2 separate regions of the Gossypium hirsutum genome follow, and region 2 is linked to region 1. A link is a contact called in public Hi-C data. All regions are on one chromosome and are shown on one strand. The core of a region is the stretch at or near the end of the contact, and the rest is flanking DNA. Distances in the headings are between cores, read along the strand shown. Region 1 has its middle 13 kb from the start of LOC107916991. Region 2 holds the start of LOC107918077 (indole-3-acetic acid-amido synthetase GH3.6).

Region 1 (3,259 bases), core at 33-2,532:
AAAATTAAAGTAAAATACATGGGGTAATTAAAAAATAAAATAGTAATGATAAAAGGACGAACATCCAACGTGCAAAAACATCTAGGGACTAAAACTGGTAATATACGGAAAAAAACAGCCTGGGAACTAAGTTTCTTGGGTTTCTATTTAGCAGCCGAATCACCATTATTTTGGTGACCATCTGCATGCAAAAAGCACCCGTTTTCCCCGTTGAAGACACTTGAACAAGTTTTAAAAGGGTTTAGTAAGTATCTTTCTCCTCTCCTTCTTTGTTTGAATGAAATGCTCGAATCTCACGTTATTATTTTTTTAAAAAAAAATGGAAACAGATTTGTAAAGTAAATACTGCTACTTGACCTCTCGCCATTATATCCGCATAGCAGAAATATTTATGGCTTTCATCGGTTTTTAGTTGTATGCATTAACAATGAGTAAACTAAGAAGAAAATAAAAAAATCGGAAAGAAAAGTATGAAATCACCTCTGCTCTTTGCATTCAATATGTGTATCCTCCTCTTTTACAACTGATTCGCAGCTTCGCTTTTATAGCCGAAGAGAAAAAAGAAAAAGGAAAAATAAATTCCAAATACAATTTTCGTTCCCTTCTATTTGCTGTTCTGCCATTTTTGTTTGTATTTGCTGCTGTGTTTGTCCTTCTTGCAGGTACGGGATGCGTTGGCATCGTACGGAGACTGTGCTGGCGTACGAGGGCTATTGACGTGGTTGCTGGAGGCGTTGTACGGTGCCTGGAGGTTGCGGGGGCTGCTATGGCACAAGTGGAAAGCTGCTAGGGTTTCTCGATTTAGACATTGGGCTTATTGGGCCTATTTTTGGGTCATGGTTAATGGGCCATTATATTTGGTTTAGGTTTTAAATTTGGGTCATGTAATTTGGACTGTGGAATATTGTAATAATTTGGACTGTAATGGGGCATTAAATTTTTATTTGGGTTTTACACTTATTGTTGTTTTTTGGTTTATTTATTTGGTATCTATTTGGGTCGGGCAAATTTGGCCCACTACAGTTATCACACAATGTCATGAGGTGAATGATCCCTAATAAATCCATTTTTTATTTCCCATATATTTTTATTGGCCAAATTACTTGACCATTCTTCAATATATTTTTACATTAATTTCATAAATATTCATATTTTTATATTACTGATCAAAAGGCTCTTAAGAACATAATTGATTAAACCATTCAGACTCTAGAACAACACTACCTTTATAAATTGGTGGGGTATGTTGTTGAAGTACTTTACCGTCCTTGAAAGCAAAATTCAATAGTGGATGTTTTGTCTCGTGTCTCCATTGGTTGTTTTCTTACGCTTTTAGTGCTAACTTATAGTCACCTTGATGAGTTTCGACAATTAAACAAGTCTAATTGTTGAAAAAGCATTACACTATTAAAAAAAAACTCATATTCAAATCCACAAGATAACATTATTAAAAAAGATATCCTCAAATTCCAAAAAATAAATTTCCATGAATCATAAAATAAACATTAATGATATTTTAATCCCTAAATAAACTTTTTTGCCCCATAACTTGATCGTTTAGGGAGATTTTTTTTGTTTGTTTGACTTTCATGGATAGTGATAATTTACCCAAAAGAACAGTGAGGTGTTTAACCTTGAATGGGATAATTTCAGTTGCTTTTTTCGATTAACAAATGGGTGGTGATAATGGGCGGTTGTCTGGTAGAGAAGGGTCTTTATCAACTTACTGTTCATGTAGTCTTGTATCTCAAGTGCCTCAAAATTGGGGGTACTGTGTAATAAGTCAATTCTCTACACTAACATATTGTCGAAGAATATAGAATAATTAGTACTGTTGTATGTGGAGCATTGGCCAGCAAATTAAGGGAGCTATCCCCAATTATTGTGTCACTGCCCTAAACTCGCATTTTGAGGAAAAGAATTCAGGATTATATTTTAGTTAATTCGAAGCATGTTAAGTATATATCAAACTTACAATCAGTTTTTGGGGTGGAAAGAGATATAATCTTAACAAATCGTTTAAAGCCTCTGCTTTGCACTTTAGGTTTAGAAAGTTGATGTACAATACCTTAGATTATAGATTCTCGACTTTAACGTGCATATATATATATATATATATACACGTAAATTTGAATAAATTGAATTTCTATAATTATTTTATATTTTGACGATTTAGCATAACTTTTGGAAAGTAGAATAGAAACATAGTTTTGAAAAAAGAGGTTAAGATTATTTTTTGAAAAAAAAGAGATTTAAGATTTCAAATCTTTAGTATTGTGTTAAAAAAGTGTAGTAAAAATTTATATAGTTCATTTTCAATAAGGTGTTGTAGTAAAAGAATAAGTTAATTTAAATGATATTTAAATTTATTAATATTATGTATATGAAATATAAATTTTAAATAATTTTAAGTAATTAATATAAATTATTTATAAATTTAAGTAAAATATATAAATTGTATTTTAAATATTAAAATTAATATAAAAATAATCTTATAAATTAATAAAAAACAATTATAAGTTATTGAATAACTGTGTCAAATGCAAAGTAACTTTCTTTCTCCTGCTTTATTAATAACAATAATATTATTGTTATTATTATTACCAACATGACATTTTAGTATTATTTTAATATAAACAAATATTTAACTAGATGACAATAAAATATAAGAATGATTTATGATAGTCCATTAATATTTATGAAATACACATTTTAAATTCTTAAATTGGTACAAACTATTTGTAAAATTTATTTTGAATATATGAATTATATTTACAATTTATAATTTATATAAATTAGAGATATAATTATAATTTGGCACCCAATTGGCTTTTGAAAGTCAAAATTTAGAATTTTTAATTTTTTTATTTGACTTGAAAAATTAGTTTGAAAAGCTAAATTGATTTAAAAAGTTAAACTGTTTAACATTGGTTAGGACTCAAAAAGCTACTTATTTTAAAAAAAGTTATTTAAGAAGAAATTTTAAATAAAGTCTTATACTACATATAATTAAATAATATAGTGAAAGAGTTTTTATACATCATTTAATGAAATAATATCTATTTACATTATTATTGAATATTTTAAAGATATATGTAAATGAATAAATAAAGGGAAAATAATTGGTACATCGATTGAGTTTTTAAATCCCCAAAAATAGGGTTAAGATCATGATAAGTATCCAACAAATGATAAAATTTTTAAAAATAAATATATGAAAAATAGAATCCTGATAATTTTTTAACTCTTATTGTAAAGT
Region 2 (3,608 bases), core at 428-2,927, 70 kb before region 1:
CAGTTCTTAAAGTATAAACATGATGTCTCTAAAACTATACAATAATTCTTAAAAATGTTATTTTGATGTACCTGAATAAGTGGTGACAACAAGCTCATACTCTTGGCCAAGTTTAACATCAACAAGGTCAACCAATTCTTGTTGTTCTTTCTCATTGAGAGTTTTGGGCACAGAAATAGAACTAGTGACGCCATTGTTCCTTTGAACCGGCAAGAATTCAAAGTAGGCCATTGTGGGAACGAGAGTGTAGGAAACTTCACTTGGCTTGCAAAGAGGGTTGAGGTTGACACCAAAATAGCATTCACTGGATGCATACATGGTGCAGACGAGAGGGAGGCCATTGCTGTAGTAATCAAGAGTGGGAATGTACTGTGACATGGTCCCAGTCACAATCACATCCACATATTTTGTATTAGGCCATAACCTTGTGATGATCCCTTGCCATGAATCTTTGCTGCACTCGGCCTCAATGAAATCAGCAAGTTTAGGATCAGGTTTCAGGATTTTCATAACAGCCTCTCTCACAGATTGGTCAGTGATTTGGGAATCAATGGTTCCTGTTCTTATATCATTGCAAAGGAGACGCCAATGTTTTTCAAGGAACTTGATGGCCCTGATGAAGCCAGAGGCAAAAACAGCGCCCACCCTGAGGACCTCTTTGTGTTGCCAAAGTCCACAAAGCATTTGAGAGTACATGCTTTGGTAAGAATCGGGACAAAGGATGGTTTCATTTGGGCTAGTGTAGTTGGTGTAAGGGTCATATGGCCTATCCTTGAAATGGATGCTTTTGTAATAGCTAGTGAGAACAGGGCGTGCCACAAGGCCACCAGGTGTCTTAGCCTCGGATTTTATAAACAAAAAGTACATTCCTTTGCCTTTGTCTAGACCAGGGACAAATTGGCTCATAACAGGCATCAGTAAGCTATAGAGCAGTGACCTCCTTCCTAACTCCTCTTCAATTGTTGGCATCAGCTTTCTCTCCCCGCCTGATGTCCCAGAGCTGCAAAGAAGAAACCAAGACCATCCGTTTAGCCAAAACCAAAATAAACATGAAATCTACAAGGCAGGCTATCACTGATGTGCTTGTAAAACAGGTCAAGTTTGAAATGGCCTGCCTAGGAGGAGAGGAAACGAAAACAGGAAAAAACCTTTAAAAAAAAAACATATGCATAAAAAGGAAAAAGGGTTGTTTAGTTTGCTGACCTTGTCAAGAACTCAGAAATGGGGTTGGAAGAAAGTATGGGAGAGGTATCACCATTGGCAATACGGTCAATATGGGGTTGGATATCCTCATAGGTGATGACAGGCATGGTTTTTTTGAAAGTCTCTCTATCAGTGTGACCATTAAGGCCACGTGTTTGCAGGTACTCAACATGAGCATTGCGTGAAAGGATCTCTTCAAGGACTTTCTTTTGAACTTCATCAGCGTTTGAAGTCACATCCTCAATGAACTGAAGGGTTTTCTTGTTCTTCAGTTCCAGGTTGTAATCTGCAGTAGGTTTAAGTGTGTTCTTAGGTGCTTCAGGCATGATTCTGATATTTGTTGTTTAAGAAAGGCCTTTTTCTTAAGAGCCAAGAAAGAGAGAGAGAGAGAGAGAGAGAGAGAGAGAGAGAGAGGAGGGTGTTTGATAGATGAAATGGATGTCTATTATTTTGGTTTGGGTTTAGGTGTGAGGGAAAAAGAAGGAAGGGGTTGGGTATAAATAGATGGAGCATTGAAGTTTGCTTGAGCTTTAAAAAATAATGGTACAATTAAGGGTATATACGTCAATTTCTCTTTTCTTATTTATCAATTATTTTTATTTTTGTTTTTGTTTTTTGCATGCCTTAAGATAAAGAAATTTGAATATTCCGATATGCTTCATTTTTTTTTCCTATCAAAGTAAAACATGCCAAAATACCCAATTCAAGTTCTATCCTTAACTTTGATCAGTTCCCTTCACTCTAAAATCCCAAGTACCCAATTATCCCATTTTATCATTTTTAAAAAAGAAAAATATTAATTCTTTTTATTTAAAAATTGCTATTCACAATTTAATATATAAAAAAAACCAATTTATTTGATTAAATATCACGAAATTTTCACTTAAAATACATAATTAATTTACTGATTTTTTTTCCAAAGGACAATGTATATGCTTAAATACAATTGATAAAGCGTAATTTGATATAGATATGGAGAAAAAAACCAGTTCAACCGGGTAGAAAAGGTTGACAGGCAATTCCCGGTAATCCCGCAGTAAAATCACCGGTACAAACGCGCTTGTACCGCGGGTGTCTCAAAAAATACCGGCAGCCAATTTCCTTTAAATTAGGTTTCAAGTAATTGTAAATTGCATTTCCCAGTAACAGATGAAAAAAACGGCGTTTACTCTGAAGTTCTCGCGAGACAATATGTCAATATCTCTTGAAAAGATAAATAGAAAAGAAAATGGAGAAGAGAAGAGAAACAAATTATGTGTGTGTGTTAGATGCGTACGGTAAATAATTGGGAGGGGCGCGTTTTCCTTATTATTTTCTTGTTTAAAGGATTTAAGTGGGACCGGCTAGCCAGCTGGCTGTCAAATTTTACAATTTGACACGTGTACGAATGGGAGTTCAGTTCCTTCACGTACTTTATTTTTACTAGGAACCTAATCGGCTGCAAAAGCTCGGCTTCTTACATATGTTGTTATAATATTACTTACTTTATAGAAGGAGTAGTCATGCCCCCAACTTTTACTATACAAATTTCTATTACGACTTTGACTTTGTATTACTATACCTCCATTTTATTAATAAAAATATATTTTTAATGGAGATTTTTGTATAAAAAATTAAATTATATTTTTTATTAAAAAGGTGTATATTTATATATTAGATAAAAAAATAAATCGGGTTCTTTCTATTAAAAATTGATATAATTGACGAAATAACTTATGGTAACACATGGTATGTTAGGTGTATCTTATGCTGACATATAAGGATAATTTTTTAACAATAGAAATGAATGAAATATTTAATAGAATGACCAGTTTGTCATTGATCTAATGTATATGGACTAATATACTTATTTTTCAAATAGAAGGGACAAATTACAATATGACTCTTAATATATAGATCTTCTTAACACTTTTACTAGGTAAGGGCTTATAAAGGTTTGAATCTCGACTTTATGTCAATTAAAATTTAAAAACAGATTATTGACTTGTTTATAATAGAAAAAACAAACTAATCATTTAATCAATAATGAAATATTTTAATTTTATAAACAAAAAGCATATATAAAAATGGAGACTAAGTTGGTATTTGATAAATAAAAAAAGTGAAATTATGGATTTTTAATGTTGAATTTAACAAGTATTGTACTTGAATTATATAAAATTAAATGTTGAATATAAATAAATTGTTGGTTAGATTTTGAAAATATTTTACCATTAATTTTGTTTTGAAAATAAAAATATATATGGTAAAAGTTAATGTGTTAAAATAGAAATATTATAAAACAGACTTTTAACAATAATGATAAAAAAATAAAGTATAAATTCATTGAATATAGTCTTCTTAAATGATAAATGACCCTTATTTACTTATCTTTTTCAATGAGTTTTCATTGAAAAATTCTAACT

Evidence for each region. Hi-C and Micro-C count contacts between places; a contact is called where the count stands out from the background.
Region 2: a Hi-C map of leaf shows a contact between it and region 1, with 2.2 times the contacts expected there. The contact joins the promoter of LOC107918077 here to the enhancer-like site in region 1. A contact is called at or near these places in 4 of 34 Hi-C or Micro-C datasets (anther, callus, hypocotyl and 1 more).

What each region holds. Positions count from the first base shown.
Region 1 is chrA01:9,918,469-9,921,727 of Gossypium_hirsutum_v2.1, reverse strand. No RefSeq gene overlaps it. Among protein-coding and RNA genes, the nearest start is that of LOC107916991, 13 kb to the left of the region's middle. Within about 2 kb of position 1,282, at least 7 of the 9 cell types and tissues checked have an H3K27ac peak or open chromatin away from gene starts, as enhancers often do. A contact at or near this core is called in leaf, where this site is marked.
Region 2 is chrA01:9,988,879-9,992,486 of Gossypium_hirsutum_v2.1, reverse strand. It overlaps LOC107918077 (indole-3-acetic acid-amido synthetase GH3.6), which reads right to left and starts at 1,677. Exons shown (of 3, transcript XM_016847581.2): 1 at 1,204-1,677; 2 at 72-1,000. The coding sequence starts at 1,529.